Regions from separate parts of the Zea mays genome. Here region 1 is linked to region 2. The links are chromatin contacts, called in public Hi-C maps. All regions are on one chromosome and are shown on one strand. Each heading gives the region's core, a stretch centred on a gene start, on an enhancer-like site or on the middle of the called end of the contact. The rest is flanking DNA. Distances are from core to core; before and after follow the strand shown.

Region 1 (2,896 bases), core at 164-2,663, 150 kb before region 2:
GCCTCAGGGTCGGACCGTCCGTCGGCTCAAATTAGTGCCCAACAGATATTGAAAGGGATGACACATGTGGTCATTTACCGGCACGACTAAGTCTATCTCTCTAGCAAATCCCTCGTCTCATTTTTTTATTTTAAACTCCACGTCTTCTATTTTTACACTCTACTAGACACAGTATAAACACATGCAGTTCTGTTAGTCCCTAACTTTGAGCCCTCCCCCCATCTATCAAGATCCTTGTGTGGGGGCCACTCCTGATTTGGGTCTGGGCACCAACCTTCATTGGAATTGCTTGCGGCGAAGGCTCGCGAGAGGGCACCTTGCTTGGGCACTGCCAGGATGCATGCACCTGAACCAGAAGTCGAGATCAACGGGCCAGCCTGATGGGTATATCACATGTATCAGTGTATATATATGTCTCATCGGATAATACTTGAAGGGAGAACCAAGGTAGATAATGTGCAGATTATATACGTATATATAGCACTACAACTTTTTATTATTCAAATATAATGTCTTTGCTGCTCAGTAAAAGTACAACCAAGCCGGACAGCAGGCTGGCTTGCTGCCCGACCAAGCGAAGGGTCAGACACATGCATGGGCGGCGGTTTGGTCCTGCATTCCTGGCCTGGTAGATCCCACGGGAAGCTAGGCCACCAGATCGCGCAGACTAGCACTTGCGCTGCTCAAGTCGTCAGATTCTCGCACGGATACAAATGCAAGCGACCAAAATTCGTCGTCCGTGGAGTTTCAGGCCCGCTTTGGTAGGGTAGCTGATTCATTAACGAATTCAGCATTTTAGAGATAAAGTGATTATCCGTTGATTCTATGGAATGATTTTCTAAAATGAACCAAGAGCTGACAACTAAAAAGAAGCAGCCTTTTTCCGATTCCGTGAAGTGATCATCTACCATGATTTTAGAGTTAATGCTAGATAATCAAAGAGAATTAATGTGAACTGTAATTTCACTTGGCTCAAAGAATTGACTCCAATAGAGAATCAGGTTCAGATGAACCTCTATCAAACTATAGTCCTCAGTTTTCTAGATTCACATGCTATTAAGGACTCGTTTGATAGAGCTCCGTTCCATGATTCTCTTTGCGAGAGTCGATTCTTTAATAGAGTGATTCTCTAGCAGAATTAAATATATTTGACGAAAACAGTTTGGCAAATAGGTTATGAAGTAATTTTTGAGGGGTTAGAGAGTGGGAGACATGTTTTTTCTTCCACTTTCTATTATAAAATAGAGACTAGACTATAAAATAGAGACTAGATTCAATCCATGGCCCCTAAGCTTTTCTAGACTGATTCAAATTGCAGAATTATGTAACGAGAACATCTGGGCCTGGCCGGCCCAGTGCCATGGCGGGCGCAGAGGCTTAACCAGGTGGAGGCCGGCCCACGCACAGCTGTGGGCCCTCGTTCTATTCTCGCCTCGCAGCGGTCCTTTCTCTCTCAGAACAGAGCACACCGAGCGGGCAGCCGGTGGTGGCCGTTCCGGACGAGGACAGCGACAGTCACGGAGGCGGCAGTTGGCGAGCTTCGCGCAGGCCCGGGGCCGGATACGGAGCCGCTAGCCATGACCCGTGGCCTTCTGACCATGGCGACCGCCTCATCGTGCATCGTGGACGCGAGAGAGAGAGAGAGAGCGATGTAGACGGAGGAGCAGCAGGGCCGGCTATCGGTTTTGGAGGGACGAGGGCCTGGTCAATCTGAATGCTCGAGCCTTATTTTTTTAATAACCAGTTGTCCATACTTAGCTACCGCTATTATATATATCAAATAATAGTTATTGATATATTTATTTAAATATAATTATTATTTATTTTTAAACACTAAGATACATGTGGTTTGGTGGTTAGCCTCAAATTTCTGTAGCAAGACGGTGTGAGTACGAGTGCTCGCTCTTTACTGATCGGCCGTGGGATGTGTCCAAAGTGTTAGCGCTGAGGCTAAAACTGTGGTAGGAGCAGGTGCCCACGTTAGTTTCTTTATAGAATAGTATAGAAATAGAAAAAATAAGAATAATAAAGTGGCAATGATAAATATTTACGACTACCTCAAGTACATAAAATTTATAGTATTAAATAATTTCAGGTTACATATAGTTTCGATGTCTCAAAATAATTAATGTTGTCGAATATTTTTTTAAGCAAAATATATGAGAACAATGTCCCAGTATATCCTTCTCGATAGAATATGTAGCTATGCTATTTAATCTTTCTTACGACATAGTTGACCTCAAACATTTTTTCAATAACTTTAACTTTGAGAAAGTTCTTTGAGCTAAGGCTATGTTCTCTCTTTTTCTTGTTCATCTTTTGAGCACCAAATAATTGCATTCTAGGCAACTTATTGAACTAAATTCATATGAAAAAGTAAAGACTAGCAAATACTACTATAGTAATCTCTACTATTCCTTAAGAGGCTATTGTAGACGTCCACACCACTACGTGGTGCACGGTTCTGCCGCGAGTCCGCGCCCTTCCGCCTCGCTCCGATGGAAGGTCGTGCATTGCGCCGCCTCCCCCGCCCCTTCCATACTCCTCCCGCGCCCCTTCCATCCCCACCGTGCTCCATGCCCCGGCCTCCACCATCCCCGCCCCACGAGTCGTCCCCGACCTCAGAAATCTCGTCGCGCCCCCGGAATTCTCCCCGCCCCAAAACCTCCCCTACCTCCCACCCAGAGAAGATCTCATCCACTACCGCCGGGTCGCCGTCCTCCCTTCCGTCGCGCCCCTCCTGTTCCACCCGCTCCGCTAGCTCACCGCAGGTGAGCAGCTCGTCGCTCGGTCGCTTCCATTTGGGCGGCCTCGTCCCGTGCTTAGATCCGGGCGCGGGCCTCCTTCCTCCAGAGTCCAGACTCTAGAGTCCTTAGTCCTCACCGGCTTCTCCTCC
Region 2 (3,271 bases), core at 415-2,914:
TGGGGTCGGGCGAGGCGGAGTTCGTCGTCTTCCGGGGCCGAGGCCGAGTCCGAGCCCTGGGGTCGGGCGAGGCGGAGTTCGTCGTCTTCCGAGGCCTAGGCCGAGTCCGAGCCCTGGGGTCGGGCGAGGCGGAGCTTCCTATGGCGCCCGAAGCCGGACTTGGCTGCTGTCAGCCTCTCTCTGTCGAGTGGCACAGCAGTCGGAGCGGCGCAGGCGGCACTGTCTTCTTGTCAGGCCGATCAGTGGAGCGGCGAAGTGACTGCGGTCACTTCGGCTCTATCGACTGAAGGGCGCGCGTCAGGATAAGGTGTCAGGCCATCCTTGCATTAAATGCTCCTGCGATACGGTCGGTCGGTGTGGCGATCCGGGCCACGTTGCTTCTCGGCGAAGACTGGGCCTCGGGCGAGCCGAAGGTGTATCCATTGCTTGAGGGGGCCCTCGGGCGAGACGTGAATCCTCCGAGGTCGGCTGCCCTTGCCCGAGGCTGGGCTCGGGCGAGGCGAGGTCGTGTCCCTTGAGTGGACCGAGCCTTGACTTAGTCGCACCCATCAGGCCTTTGCAGCTTTGTGCTGATGGGGGTTACCAGCTGAGATTATGAGTATTGGGGGTACCCCTAATTATGGTCCCCGACAAGAAGTGACATGAAGTGATGTACCTTTGCGTTTTACCTTTTCAAGGGGTTTCTAGACTTGTGTTGGATTTAGAATTCATTTGCAAGCTCTTGTTGGCATAGTTGTGACATAGGTCCAAGATATCAAATGAATATTGTCATACTAATTGAAAGATAAATCTTGATACCTAGAGTCTAGATGTCACCTAACATTTTCTTATCATAACAAGAGGCAACATAAAAATTGCACAAGTATGGATTATACAACTAGTGATCATGTACGAAAATACCAATTGAAAACACCAATTGATACAATTTGATGTTCAAGGCAAAGGTATGGCAATTTGATGTTCAAGGCAAAGGTACGAAAATACCAATTGAAAGACACCAATTTGATGTTCAAGGCGACGCTCCCGAGACAAGCGGACAAGCGACGACGGCGCTCCTGAGTAGGGGTGGGCGTTCGGGTTACCCGGAAATTTCGGGTCAGGTAATTCGGGTATTTAAAATTTTGGGTTTTGAGAATCGATACTCGAAATTACAATGGGTTTTACAATACCCGAAAATTCGGGTTCGGGTATTCCCGAATTACCCGAATTGTTGTGTCGGCTTCATAAAAACATATACACCCTATTAAATTAGTATAAAAATACAATTTAAATAATGATATACATGGACATATAAAACACAAGCAATCTACAATCACAAGTTATGCACACTTAACATAATTATAAATGTACAAATTAATAATTAAGTATAACATGAGTACATAACACATGAAAGTTCGGATAATTCGGGTACCCAATTGTGATACCCGAATAATCTAAAATAAATTCGGGTTTTGCAAGTTGTTATCCAAAATTTTTAATTAAAATTCAGGTTTTAGGTATTTCAAGTTCAAGTATTAGAGGTTCAGACTTCGGGTTACGGGTTTTTAGCCAGGCCTACTCGTGAGGCGGGCGAGCGGTGCCATCGCACCCTGCCCATGAACCACAGTGGTGGCCCCGATGCACGAGTGGTGAAATCGGATTATGGGAGCTTGCCACATCGGACGTCGTTCCACTTCCACACCCTTCTCTTCTATCAATTTCACGGTTCCACCGCTTTGTTCGTATTTTGCCTTTGCTTCGCTTGGCTTCCTCCCTCCGAGGTTCCCCAGACCCCCAACCAACCAAAACCCTATCCGCCGCCCCCGCCCCCGCCCTTGGCTGAGGACATGTATCCACCGCTCGGGGACGCATAGGTTGTGTTACGAGTGGGAGAAAGCTTCTTCAGTACGTGCTGATCTCTCCGCCACACCTGCACAGGAGTGGCCATAGATCGCCGGAACGCGCCTCCGCCGCCGGACGCGGCGGCGGAGAAGGATGAGAGCACCCAGGGTCTACAACTCCCGGAGGACATCCGCTGGGAGCGGCTCGACAAGGCGCGCTTCTTTGTCGTGGGCGCCGGGCTCTTCTCCGCCGTCTCGGCCGCGCTCTACCCCGCCGTTGTCCTCAAGACGCGCCTCCAAGTCGCCCCTGCGGCGGCCGCGGCGGCTGAGTCAGCAGCGCTCCCGCCCTCCGCCGTCGCGGCGGCGACTGCCATCCTGCGCCAGGAGGGGCCCCTCGCCTTCTACCGCGGCTTCGCCACCTCCCTCGCCGGCACCATCCCTGCGCGCGCGCTGTACATGGGCGCGCTCGAGGCCACGCGCTCCGCCGTCGGCCCAGCCGCGCTCAGCTTCGGCGCCGCGGAGCCCGCTGCGTCGGCGGCAGCGGGCGCAGTGGCGGGCCTCGCCGCCGCCGTCGCCGCGCAGGTCGTGTGGACGCCCGTCGACGTCATCAGCCAGCGCCTCATGGTTCAGGGCAACCCCTGTCCTGCCTCCCGCTACCATGGCGGCCTTGACGCCTTCCGCAAGACCGTGGCTTCTGACGGACTACGCGGCCTGTACCGTGGGTTCGGCATGTCCATCCTAACCTACGCCCCCTCCAATGCTGTGTGGTGGGCAACTTATTCACTGTCGCAGAAGATAATTTGGAGTGGAATTGGCTGCTACTTGTGCGATTATGGTGTTGGTGTCCAGGAAATTGATCTCGGTGATGGGGATTCTTTGCTGCAGCCAGGTTGCAAGACTGTCATGGTAGTTCAGGGAGTGAGTGCCGCGATGGCCGGTGGTGCATCTGCGTTTGTGACCATGCCACTGGACACCATCAAAACCAGGATGCAAGTCATGGATGGGGACGGTGAGCCGATTACGGTGGGGAGGACAGTGCGTAGGCTGATCAAGGAAGGTGGGTTGGCTGCTTGTTACAGGGGCCTAGGCCCGAGGTGGGCGTCCATGTCATTGTCTGCCACCACCATGATCACCACCTATGAGTTCCTCAAGCGGCTCTCAGACAAGGGCCAGGGGAGTGATCTTGCATGATGTTTGATAACCAGTATAGACAACAAGTGATCAGGTGCATTTGCTTTGTTTCTTTATCGTTTCATTTCCAGCATGTTATGTGTTGAAAAAAAATGGTGGGCTAATGTTTGTAGATAATTTTTGTTTGCTCTTATAATCAAGTTTTCCGACGTGGTGCAATTTACGTTGGTTATATATTGTAGTTCTCATATCATGTTGTTCTAGTTGCATTTATTGGCATCAAATTGGTGGTTATGGCTTGGTATGATTCAGTTTTGCTT

The links. A called contact is a pair of places that touch in the nucleus more often than the background predicts.
Region 1: a contact with region 2 is called in a Hi-C map of ear, with 2.1 times the contacts expected there. The contact joins the enhancer-like site here to the promoter of LOC100281256 in region 2. A contact is called at or near these places in 3 of 25 Hi-C or Micro-C datasets (ear, leaf and tassel).

The regions. Positions count from the first base shown.
Region 1 is chr2:190,032,033-190,034,928 of Zm-B73-REFERENCE-NAM-5.0, reverse strand. No RefSeq gene overlaps it. Among protein-coding and RNA genes, the nearest start is that of LOC100502517, 21 kb to the right of the region's middle. Within about 2 kb of position 1,413, at least 19 of the 20 cell types and tissues checked have an H3K27ac peak or open chromatin away from gene starts, as enhancers often do. A contact at or near this core is called in ear, leaf and tassel, where this site is marked.
Region 2 is chr2:189,885,320-189,888,590 of Zm-B73-REFERENCE-NAM-5.0, reverse strand. LOC100281256 reads left to right here and starts at 1,664. Exons shown (of 1, transcript NM_001154175.2): 1 at 1,664-3,185. The coding sequence starts at 2,277. The coding sequence ends at 3,011.